Linked DNA regions of Sus scrofa: region 1 is linked to region 2. Evidence: chromatin contacts called from public HiChIP or PLAC-seq data. All regions are on one chromosome and are shown on one strand. Each heading gives the region's core, a stretch centred on a gene start, on an enhancer-like site or on the middle of the called end of the contact. The rest is flanking DNA. Distances are from core to core; before and after follow the strand shown. Region 1 holds the start of GRN (granulin precursor). Region 2 holds the start of HEXIM1 (protein HEXIM1).

Region 1 (4,969 bases), core at 1,723-4,222, 630 kb before region 2:
TTGTGTTATAATTTGTCTGAAATTTCCTTGCATCGTATACTTTGTTAAACATAATAATTGATTAAAAAACAAGAACACCAGGGCACTTGGCCTGCCCACGGGCACCGGGCTAGTTCATGGCCTCTGCCGGGGCGGGAACCCCGATCTGCTGCCTCTGTTGCCAAATGTCCCGTCACCACCTCAGGCCTGGACACTGGCCTGTTCCTGACTCCCCTCCCCCACACCCACCCAGCCAGCCCTGAAGGGCCCAGCAGAGCCCCGCAAACGCCAGTCAGGTGCCCGATGATGAGGGCAGGCGCCACAAGAACTGGGGCAACAATTGCTCACGCTGAGGTGACTCAGGCAGGAAGGGGAAGGAAGGGGTAGGTGTGTCTGAGGAGGAGGTGGCTTCCGTGCCCTCACTCCAACCTTGGTGTGCAGGGCCACCAGATGTAGCAGATAAAAACACAGGATGCCCAGTAAACTTTGAATTCCAGTCCACAAGGGATAATTTTAAAGTACGTCTCAGATATCACATGGGACGTATTTATGCCAAAAAGCATTTGTCTCTAATGCGAAATTCAAACTTAACTGGACATCCTGCTATTTTTATTTATTTATTTATTTGGCCTCCGCGAGGCATCTGGAGTTCCTCAGCCAAGGATCGGATCTGAGCCACAATCGCAACCTATGCCCCACCGGCAGCAATGCTGGATCCTTAACCCATTCTGGTGGGTGGGGGATCAAACCTGCATCCCAGCACGCCCAAGAGACCACCGATCCCGGCGCACCACCGTGGAAACTCCTGTCTTATCCAGCAACTCAAGATCTTGGGGAAAAAGCCCCTCTCCTGGGGCAACTGTGACTCTTCTGTGGGGGGCAGAACAGTAACTCTGGACGAAGAAATCCCTGAGGAGTGAGATGCTGAGAGAAGGAGAAGGAGGGCATGCTCTCCTGCTCTATCCTGACCGCCACCTGTGAGAGCGGCCCTGGGGCTGACCTGGAGGAACGTCTTAGCCACAGACACAACCATGGGTCTCTTCCTGTGAGGCCTCTCAGTGGAACCATCTGCGCTGCCTCAATCCGGGGCAGCGCTGGCATCTGAGGTGGGACCACAGCAGGAATAGTAACAGACCACGAAGAACACATCTCTCCCTTCTTAAGCATGGGGTGGGGCAGCAGAAGCCACAAAGGAAAAGATTGCTGGCTAGGTTTCAGATGACATAATGACATAACTTCTGACCACAAAAGATACCATCAACAAAGAGAAAAGACAAAGGATAGACTGGGAGGAAATATTTGCAACGTATATCCTGATCCAAACTATATAAAGAGCTCCCACAGTTCAATAAGAAAAAGACAAACACGGGAGAAAAAGGAACAAAGGATAACAGGATGGTTAGTTTTTTCTTTTTATTACCATGTAGTTGGTGTGCATCATCTTATCACTTACAGGGGGACAATACAGTGAGTCCGTTTTTAAAGGCTATACTTTGCTTACAGTTCTTATAAAATATTGACTATATTCCCTGTTGTACAATATACCCTTGTGGCTTATTTTATACGTAATAACTTGTACCTCTTAATGTCCTACCCCATATTGTCCCTCCCCCGTTCCTCTCCCTCTGTGCTCGCTTTGTCCACAGAAGCATAAAGATGCACAGGAAGGGGAACGAGTGTGCAGAGTAGTCTTGACGTTCAGTAGGAGCCTTACTGAACCTCTGGGCCCTCTCCAGTCCCAGGAAGAGCACCACTGTCACACAATTCTTCAGCCCTGCCACCTCCTCCCTACCCAGACCCCTACCACCCCGGATCTTGGTTGGTTGTCCCCCAACCCCAGCCTCACCCTCGGCTCAAGCTCTCCCTCCACTCGGCACCACCAAACACTGTCCTTCCCCCAAGGCCCAGCACCAGGCTTTCTCTGAGCCTCTCCTCTCTCTCGGGGTACTTCCCGTTGCCCATCTCTGCCCAGGCCAGGGCTTCTGGGCACCAAGCAGTCTAGCTTCTGCTGCTGGCAAATCTGTCCTATGTGGTACACTTGAAAAAGCAGCATATCAATTCCTGGGAGGCAGGGACCACTGAAATTAGGAAGCCACTTTGGCTACGCACCCACCTCCAGCCCAGCCGGGTGCCACACCCCCAGCAGTTCCTCAAGTCCACTACATTGAACTTGGCCCTCGATCCCTGCTCAAGGCTGCCCCTGCCATCTGGTTTCCTGATGCTTCTCCCAACACCACCCCCCCCCCGGCCATTTCTCCAACCCCTCCCCACCTGCCACCTAAAATCCTCCAAGACTCAGCTCAAAACTCAGCCCTCAGGTTGGAATGAAATCTCTTCTTCCCTGCCCAGAACCAACCTACTTCCTTTCCCTTCCACGCACCTAGAGCATCTGGCACAGGTAAGGTAAGGACTTCGTACCTTAAATCAGATTTAACCTGAGCCTGTCTCCCCTTCTCCAACCCCCACCGCACCCTTGCTGGGAGCACCTTAAGGAAAGGGCCTGCCTGAGAGCTGTTCATCTTTGCCCTCACAACTCTCCTTCAACCCCCTTTGGGGCCTGGCTGCCCAGCATTAAATCCGAGTTGACTGAACAGAATAGAAACAGGATGCACAAATGTTCCAAGACCAGAAGCCGACGGCCTGCGAAAGCTCTGGAAGCACGCTCTAACCGAGAGCTCCCTTGGATGTTAATATCTCAGGAGTCGGCGGGCGAGGCGGACACTCGAAGCCTGGCAGAGTCGGCCAGGGCGTCACATGATTCTCCAATCACATGATCCCTGGAAATGGGGGGGTTGGGGTGAAAGAGGAAGGGAGGGAGGAGAGTGAAATGAGTAGGAAAGAAGCACAGGATTCCAGGTTGGCCCCGCCTTTATGTCGACGAGTAGCCAATGGGAGCGTGACAGTCCAGATACCTGGCCAATGGAAACTGAGGTGGGCGGGCCATCGCGCCGAGGGGCCCTACTTGGTGAGCTGCCGGACAGCTGCTGCCCAGAGCTGACCGCGACGCAGGTAAGAGGGGTGGCCTCGGAGCGCTCCCGCTTGCTCCTTCCCAGGGGCCCGGCCAAGGGGACGTGGAGACTTGAGGGTCCTCAGGAGTTTCAGAGAGGAGACACGAAAAGACTCCCTTAGAGAAACTCCCATGCACTGGAGGGAGTTTTATGGGGAGGGGGAGTAAACAGTAATTGCAGTGACTCCCATTAGAAGGGGCCCTCTCCTTCTCCAGCAACCCCGGAAGCTGCAGCCCCTTCCCCTAAAGCAGGGACCACTCTGTTCTTGAGCTGACTCCGCCCCCGTTGGCAGGTGCTGGTGGTGGTTTGGTAGGGGGTGTCTGCTGTGGCTGGGAGCAGACGAGGCGCCAGCCGGTGGTCCCCGACCTCAAAGGGCTGGGAGTAGGGCTTGAGACCGTGGCCTCCTCAAAGGCCGTAGGGACTTGGGAGTGGTGATTGAACCCCTGGGTTGCATCTGGCTTTTCTTTACTTCCTCTCGTGGCGGGTGGGAAAAGCTAACTTCCGCCTCTCCCCGTCACTTTTCCCCGGCTCTCCGCAGCTGGGTTGGTTCACCTTTTGAGAAGCTCTCTCCTGGCACTTGGAGTTGGGGGCTGCCACCTAGTGGAAGATGACGGAGCTTAGGGGCCTGAAGAGGCTCCTGATCTCCCTCTCTGCTGGCGGTGTGCGGTGGTGGTGGCACCGTGGGAACCCTACTGAGAGGAGTCGGGTCCCCTCCCCCCTCCCTTGTCCTGAGTGTGCGTGCGCGTGCATGCATGTGTGTTCGGTCGGCGCATGCATAACCTCAGGATGCCCAGGAAGGGAAATGTGCATAAATGAATCACTAGGGTGCTGAGTGGTCCTTGGTGTGTGCAGACAGGCCCTCCCTCCAGCCTGAGTCAGGCCAGCAGGACAAGTCTGAGGAGGCTTGAGGCTGGACTCCCAAGAAGCAGGTGGAGCCAGGTGTAGATGCCTTGCAGGGAGCTGCGGGCATTGGAGAAGAGCGTGAAAGGGCCACAGGCCAGGACTGGGCTTCTTCAGCCTTACCCGGCCAGGAGACGGCCTCGTGGAGGTGGTCTTTGAGCTGAGAGGGGCCACCGAGGAAAGCCAGGTGAGGGAGAGAGGATTGTGCAAACCCCTGCTGCTCGTAGTGTGCAGTGTATACACACAGAGAGACTCACGGGCAACCAAGGCCCAGAGACAGGGAGCGACTGTGGCGGCTGTCACAGACTAGGGGCCGCGTGTGGTAAGTATCCAGGCAGCCCCTACACTCTCTGTTCCTGTCCTGCCTGGTCCACCAGCCCAGGAAGTGCTTTTGTCCCACTTCTCAGTTTGGACCCCAGGCCTCTACCCTCCTGGGGTCTGGGGTCCTTTCCCAGGTACTGTCCACGGTGCCGCTTGTGAAATGAACTTAGGTCGAATAATATACTCTGGAGCCATCAAAGCCTGTGGTGTGACCTGGGCAGGTTATTTAACACCTCTACACCCCAGCATCCTCCTTTGAAAAGTAAAGGTAGGGAGGTCCTGTTGTGGCTCAGCGGGTTACAAACCCGACTAGTATCCATGAGGGTGCAGGTTCAATCCCTGGTCTCTCTCAGTGGGTTAAGGATATGGTGTCGCCGTGAGCTGTGTCGCAGCTTGGAGCCTAAGTTGCTGTGGCTGTGGTGTAGGCTGGCAGCTGCAGCTCCAATTCAGCCCCTAGCCTGGGAACGTCCATATGCCACAGGTGTGGCCCTAAAAAGCAAAAAAAAGAAAAAAAAATAATAAAGATAATAATGACTCCTTTAGATGGTAAAGAAATACCATAGCATGTTGTAACTGGCTCCTAAGAGGCTCGAGAGACATGACTGATTTTGCCTCTCTAGGCAGAGTCGCATCTTCCAGGCCTGCCCCACAAGGCTGGCCGAGCTTGGGGGAAGAGTTGTTTAGGAAGTGAGAGGCTGCGCTCCTTCAGAAACCGGGGCTTGGTTCCTTTTTCTGATTCAGATCGGCACCGGGTGGGCAGC
Region 2 (4,927 bases), core at 2,307-4,806:
CCAGTCCTCAGGCTGGGGAGCTGGAGGCAGAAGCTCCCACTTGCGTTCTGGAAGCAAGATCCTAGGGAGGGCCCAGTCTGTGCTTGAGGCCTGGGCTGGAGCCTGACTCCCTCCTCTTGGCAGCAGAAGTCCCCACCCAGTGCCAGGCCTTGGCCCCTCAGGCTCTCCGGTCCCACTCTGCTCTTCTTCCTCCTGTGGCCCTTCATCGTCCAGTGGCTCTTGCGACAGTTTCGGACCCAGAAGAGGTGATTTTCCATGACGGAGGTCTCTGCAGCCAACCGAGGAGGCTCTGAGCCCTGTCTTGCTGTGCCCTGAGCCTTCCTATGGGTTTAGGGAGAAAACAGCGTTGACCCCAGCTCCCACCCTCTTCTGGCTGTGATCCGGGTTTGCCTTGGCACCTCTCCCCTAAAAGGAGGCCAAGTAAGACCCCCGCTTCCCCTGCAGCTCTACAGAGACTCTCCCTCCTCACCCCCCACCCGAGCTCCCGAGGGTGGCTGTGCCCGGCCCCGGTTCGGGGTTGGCCAGCGGCTCGGGGGCGGGGTTGCCGGGTCTCAGCCTCCGCAGACCTCCCCACCCGCCAGGTCACCTGACTCGCTCCCACCCCTGCCACTCCCCAAGGAGGCTCAGCTCGTGGGCAAGCTGGGACTTGGGCCGGGGCCTGGAAGAGTGATTGGCTGGGAGGCTGCGGGAGAAGGCCAGGAGGCCCGGCAGAGTTGGGGAAGGGCGGGGAGCGCTGGCCCTGGGGGAGGGGAGTCCGCTCCCTTTGGCTGGCCGCCCTACCCCCACAAATACTCAGGACGTCTTCACTTACTAAAGAATGTTTCACTAAATAAAATAAAACCTTCATCTTCTGCCGTCTGGGCTGCCACGGAGTGAGGTGGGAGCGGGTCCGGGAGGCGCGAGACTCAAGTCCCTTTCCTCCCCCTGCCCCGCCGCCCGCGGCCCGCCCGGAGAGGCCAGCGGCCGGTGTTCCCGAGGGAGCATCTTCCTCCTCCCGGGCCTAGTGGAGGGCACACAACCCGGGGGGCCGGAGGGGCTGCGGGGGCGTCCAGGGCTGGGTGGGGGCCCTCAGCCGGGGGTGGGGGTGGGGCCGAGGCTGCGTCCCTGCCCCTCTTCCCGTCGGGGACAGGGGTGCGGGGGACCGGTGAGCTGGGGGCGGCCGGAGGAGTCCAGCGGGGCTTGGGCACAGGCTTCTTCCCGGCCCGAAGGAAGGGCGGCTGCTCCCTGCGCCGCGCGCGCGCGCGCGCGGCGCAGGGCCAGGGACCTGAGACCCTGGCCCCGTAAGTGCCCACTGCCTGTTTCCCCCTCCTAGGCTGCTCGCTTCCAGAGTCCTCTCCCGCGCCCAGGGAACTTTCTGGAAGGCCAAGGCCTGCAGGAGCTTCGTCCCCGCCCCTCCCCGAGTGAGCACAGACCCCTGGGGGCCACCAGCTGCTGTGGGCTGCTCTGGTTCCAGCATTTTGAGTTAACCCCTGTGTGAAGATGGACATCTGAAGGGGAGGGAGAGAGGGTCCAGGCTGGTGCTGGGGATGCGGGCCTGGGGCGGAAGCCAGCTCCACCACTTGCACTTACTAGCTGTGTGACCTGGGCAAGACTCTTAACTGCTCTGAGCCTGGGTCACCTTATTTGTGGAATAACGACGAGGATCTCTTCGTTGTAAAGGCAGTCCAGGGGTTTATATGAGCAGGACATGTAAAATGCCTGGCGAAGAGTTAAACCTCAGCTAATAGCAGGGTGCCTGGCCTCTTGTTTCATAGAATTCTGGAATTCCACAACCCATGAGTCTGGCCACGCCTCCCCTAATAGGACAAATGAGCCCATGCAGCTGAGCCCTATCCAGTAGACCAGGCTGGGCTCAGCTGTACCTTCCAAAGCCCCTGACTGAGGATAGCCAGGCGTCCTCTGGTGTCTGAAACTGTGACTGTGGAGTTCTCTGCAAAATCCCTTTACCTCAGGGCGCTCCCAGTATGAGGGGCAGTTCTTGCTCTCAGGGCACCTGCGACTGATGAGCAGCACAGAGGAGGGGCAGGCTTTTCAGAGTTCTTGGAAGCTCAGGGAAACAGGCTAGGATGTTCAATTTCAAAACATCTGGAGGTGCCCCAGGGGCACTGTTGCTTGCCTTTTCCCTTTGGGCGTGCCCGTCATCGCTTCCCCAAGGACAGCTCCCGAGTCTCCAGACAGGTCCTTTCTTTGGACAAGTTGCATGTGCTTTGTAGAATGCCCTACTTCATGCTACTCAAAGACGGCCAAGAAGTCATCTCCTGCATGAAATCTGTCCACAATTCTCAACTCCTAAGCAATTTGGCTCATAAACTCCCACCAGGATTTTCTTCACTTGCTATTCTGGCTTACTGTGGTTGGGTCGTCTCTCCAAACAGTCCCTGAGTAGCAAGGATGATACTTTATTCATCATTGTGCTCTCTTATCAAATCATTGCCAAAGGAAGAAATAAGAGCCTAAATTAGGCTGAAGCTGTTGGGGATGAAAAGGAACTAAATCCAGGAGTTCCTGTTGTGGCTCAGTGGGTTAAGGACCGTACCTCTCTGTGAAGATGTGGGTTCAATCCCTGGCCTCACTCAGTGGTTTAAGGATCCAGTATTGCCGCAAGCTGCAGCTTAGTTTGCAGAGGTGGCTCAGATTTGGTGTTGCTGTGGCGTGGGCCCCAACTGCAGCTCTGATTGGACCTCTGGCCCGGGAACTTCCATATGCTGCAGGTGCAAAAGAAAAAAAGGAACTAAATCCAGAGTTCATACGAAAAAAAAGAGTTTTGTGTCTGTGACAAAGAAAAATGGTACGGGGTCACAAAGACCTTTGCTCTGGCCTAAACTGCCACTTAGTTGTCATGTGACCCTGGACAGATCACTTAATTTCTGAGCATTAAAGAGGTTTCTTATCTCTAAAATAGAGACAATAATCCCTACTCTGCCTAACCCGCAGGGCTGTGGTGGAGCAAATGGTTCTGTGTGTAAAAGAACGTTGTGCAGTGGAAAGCAGCTGGAATATAAGACAAGGCTGTAAGTAAGAAATAGTAGGAATGGGTCACTGAGTGTATGGCCAACTGAGATTACAGAGAGGCTTAAGTGATTTGAACAGAGTTTGGGCTACTTCTGGGCCCTATCTTTTGGGCGGGAGCTTGGAATCTGGAGAACTTTCCCAAGGAGAGTATGTCCCTCCCACCCCCATGAATCTGCCCATAGTTCTGGGCCAGAATCCCCCTGCCCCCATTTCTGGGCAAGACTTCCTCCTGGGGGAGCCTCTGGCTCTGCTTTCCTCAGGGTGTTGCCTAGCGCCCACTGACGAAGAGCCTTGGTGGCTCTTTTGCTCTCTCTCTCTCTGCGTAGCCAGGATTGATTATTTCAACTCTTTATTAATTTCAAACCCCTCCCCCCAAGAAAGCAGCTCATCAGCCGCCCTGCACTCTTCTATCTGGGCATTTCCTGGTCGGTTCCCAAGTGAAGAGACCAAGAAGGCCTCAGGAGGCCATTTTCTTCCAAAGAACCTGAGGCCCCGGGGACGGGGGAAGGGGGGAGGGGGCAGGGGCAAGGCCTTCCCGCCCCGGGCCGGACAGCATGCACACCCAGCGTTTCCCCCGCTCAGGCTAGAGACTCGGTCACGGCCCACCATTTTGCACTGGCTCCTGGGGCGGCGGCAGTCCTGAAAAAAACCACGCTGGGGCTGGGACTCCGCCACTTTCGGCCAAGAACCCCAAGGCCAGTCCGAAGGTGGACGTCACCCAGGACTCGAACCTGCCTTCTCATCTTTGGAGGCCTAGTCCGAGATTGCGGTCACACTGTCCCTTTAAGGCGGCACTTTTTATTCTTCATTTGTTTACCTCTTCATGCGCTTTTTTAAAAAACACAAATTGTGTTCACAATATCCTTCCGCAAATGTCAATCCCAGTCACTAGCTACACACTCTGAAGCCATTCTTGTAATCTTAGGAATCTAAGACTTATTAGCCTTGGGCCAATATCTCTCTTTATAGAATTTAACCCTCTTTTGCACTTTAGGGACTATTTTTTAGGAGTAAACCATTCCTGCTTTAGTTAACACATGTTTATGACCTTCAGAACCTTTCCGCTGAGGACAGAATACGAAAAAAGCCTTTAAGACGCACCTTTTCATAAAAATATTCTGTGTGGGCCCTCATAGCCATGGAATCTTCTCGTATTCCCGAAGCAGAATGGTATGGTCCAGAACCCGCCCCATCTTCTCTGCGATTGGCCTTCCTTCCTCAGCGAGACGTGGGCCTCTTGGCCAATGGTGACCCACGTTTCTCTAGCGAGCGATAAGCGATGGAAGGAGACGGCCTGGAAGACGCCCCCTACGCGTCCTGGGATTGGCTACGTCGCACGGCGCGCGAGGATGGCGGGCCTGAAAGATGGGAACTACGACTCCCAGCTTCCAGGGATGGGGACTCCGTTACGCATGCGCATAGGCGGGGCAGCCCGGCTTCTATATAAAAGGGGCGCAGCGGGCTGGGAGGCAGCAGTTGGAAGTTGGCAGGTGGAGAGGCAGGTTGGGAGGGGAAGTCGGGGGAGGAGGCGGAAGAGGAGCTGTCGGAAGGGGGAGGAGGGCGGGAGGAAAAAGAGGAGGAGGCGGAGGAGAACTGAGCTGAGCAGAGCATCGAGCCAAAGGGGAGATGAGTTTGTCTGTCCTCGGTTGAGGCTCCGGCCGGGCCTAGGGAACTGGGAGCCCGGGTTGGAGCGACACCCGTGGAAGTGGGAGGAGGTGGCTCTGGGACTTTAACCCCTTGTGGGCTCTGCGGCAGGGGATTTAACCCTTTGTGGATCCAGCCCCTCGGAGTCAGCGTCATCGGGTAGTTTTAACCCTTTCGGGGCTGGGTTTAACCCGTTGGATTTAACATCTCGTTGCCCACCAACTCCTCGATAGCGGGGCGCGCTGCGGGGAGGCTTGAGGCCCACCCCCTC

The links. HiChIP or PLAC-seq counts read pairs in DNA pulled down with a chosen protein or histone mark.
Region 1: an H3K27ac HiChIP or PLAC-seq map of alveolar macrophages shows a contact between it and region 2. The contact joins the promoter of GRN here to the promoter of HEXIM1 in region 2. A contact is called at or near these places in 1 of 5 promoter capture datasets (liver) and 1 of 2 datasets of contacts at active chromatin or transcription factors (alveolar macrophages).

The regions. Positions count from the first base shown.
Region 1 is chr12:18,898,447-18,903,415 of Sscrofa11.1, reverse strand. It overlaps GRN (granulin precursor), which reads left to right and starts at 2,972. Exons shown (of 13, transcript NM_001044578.1): 1 at 2,972-2,988.
Region 2 is chr12:18,268,718-18,273,644 of Sscrofa11.1, reverse strand. It overlaps HEXIM1 (protein HEXIM1), which reads left to right and starts at 3,556. Exons shown (of 1, transcript XM_003131323.5): 1 at 3,556-4,927. ACBD4 (acyl-CoA-binding domain-containing protein 4) reads left to right here. Exons shown (of 10, transcript XM_003358011.4): 10 at 124-858. The coding sequence ends at 249.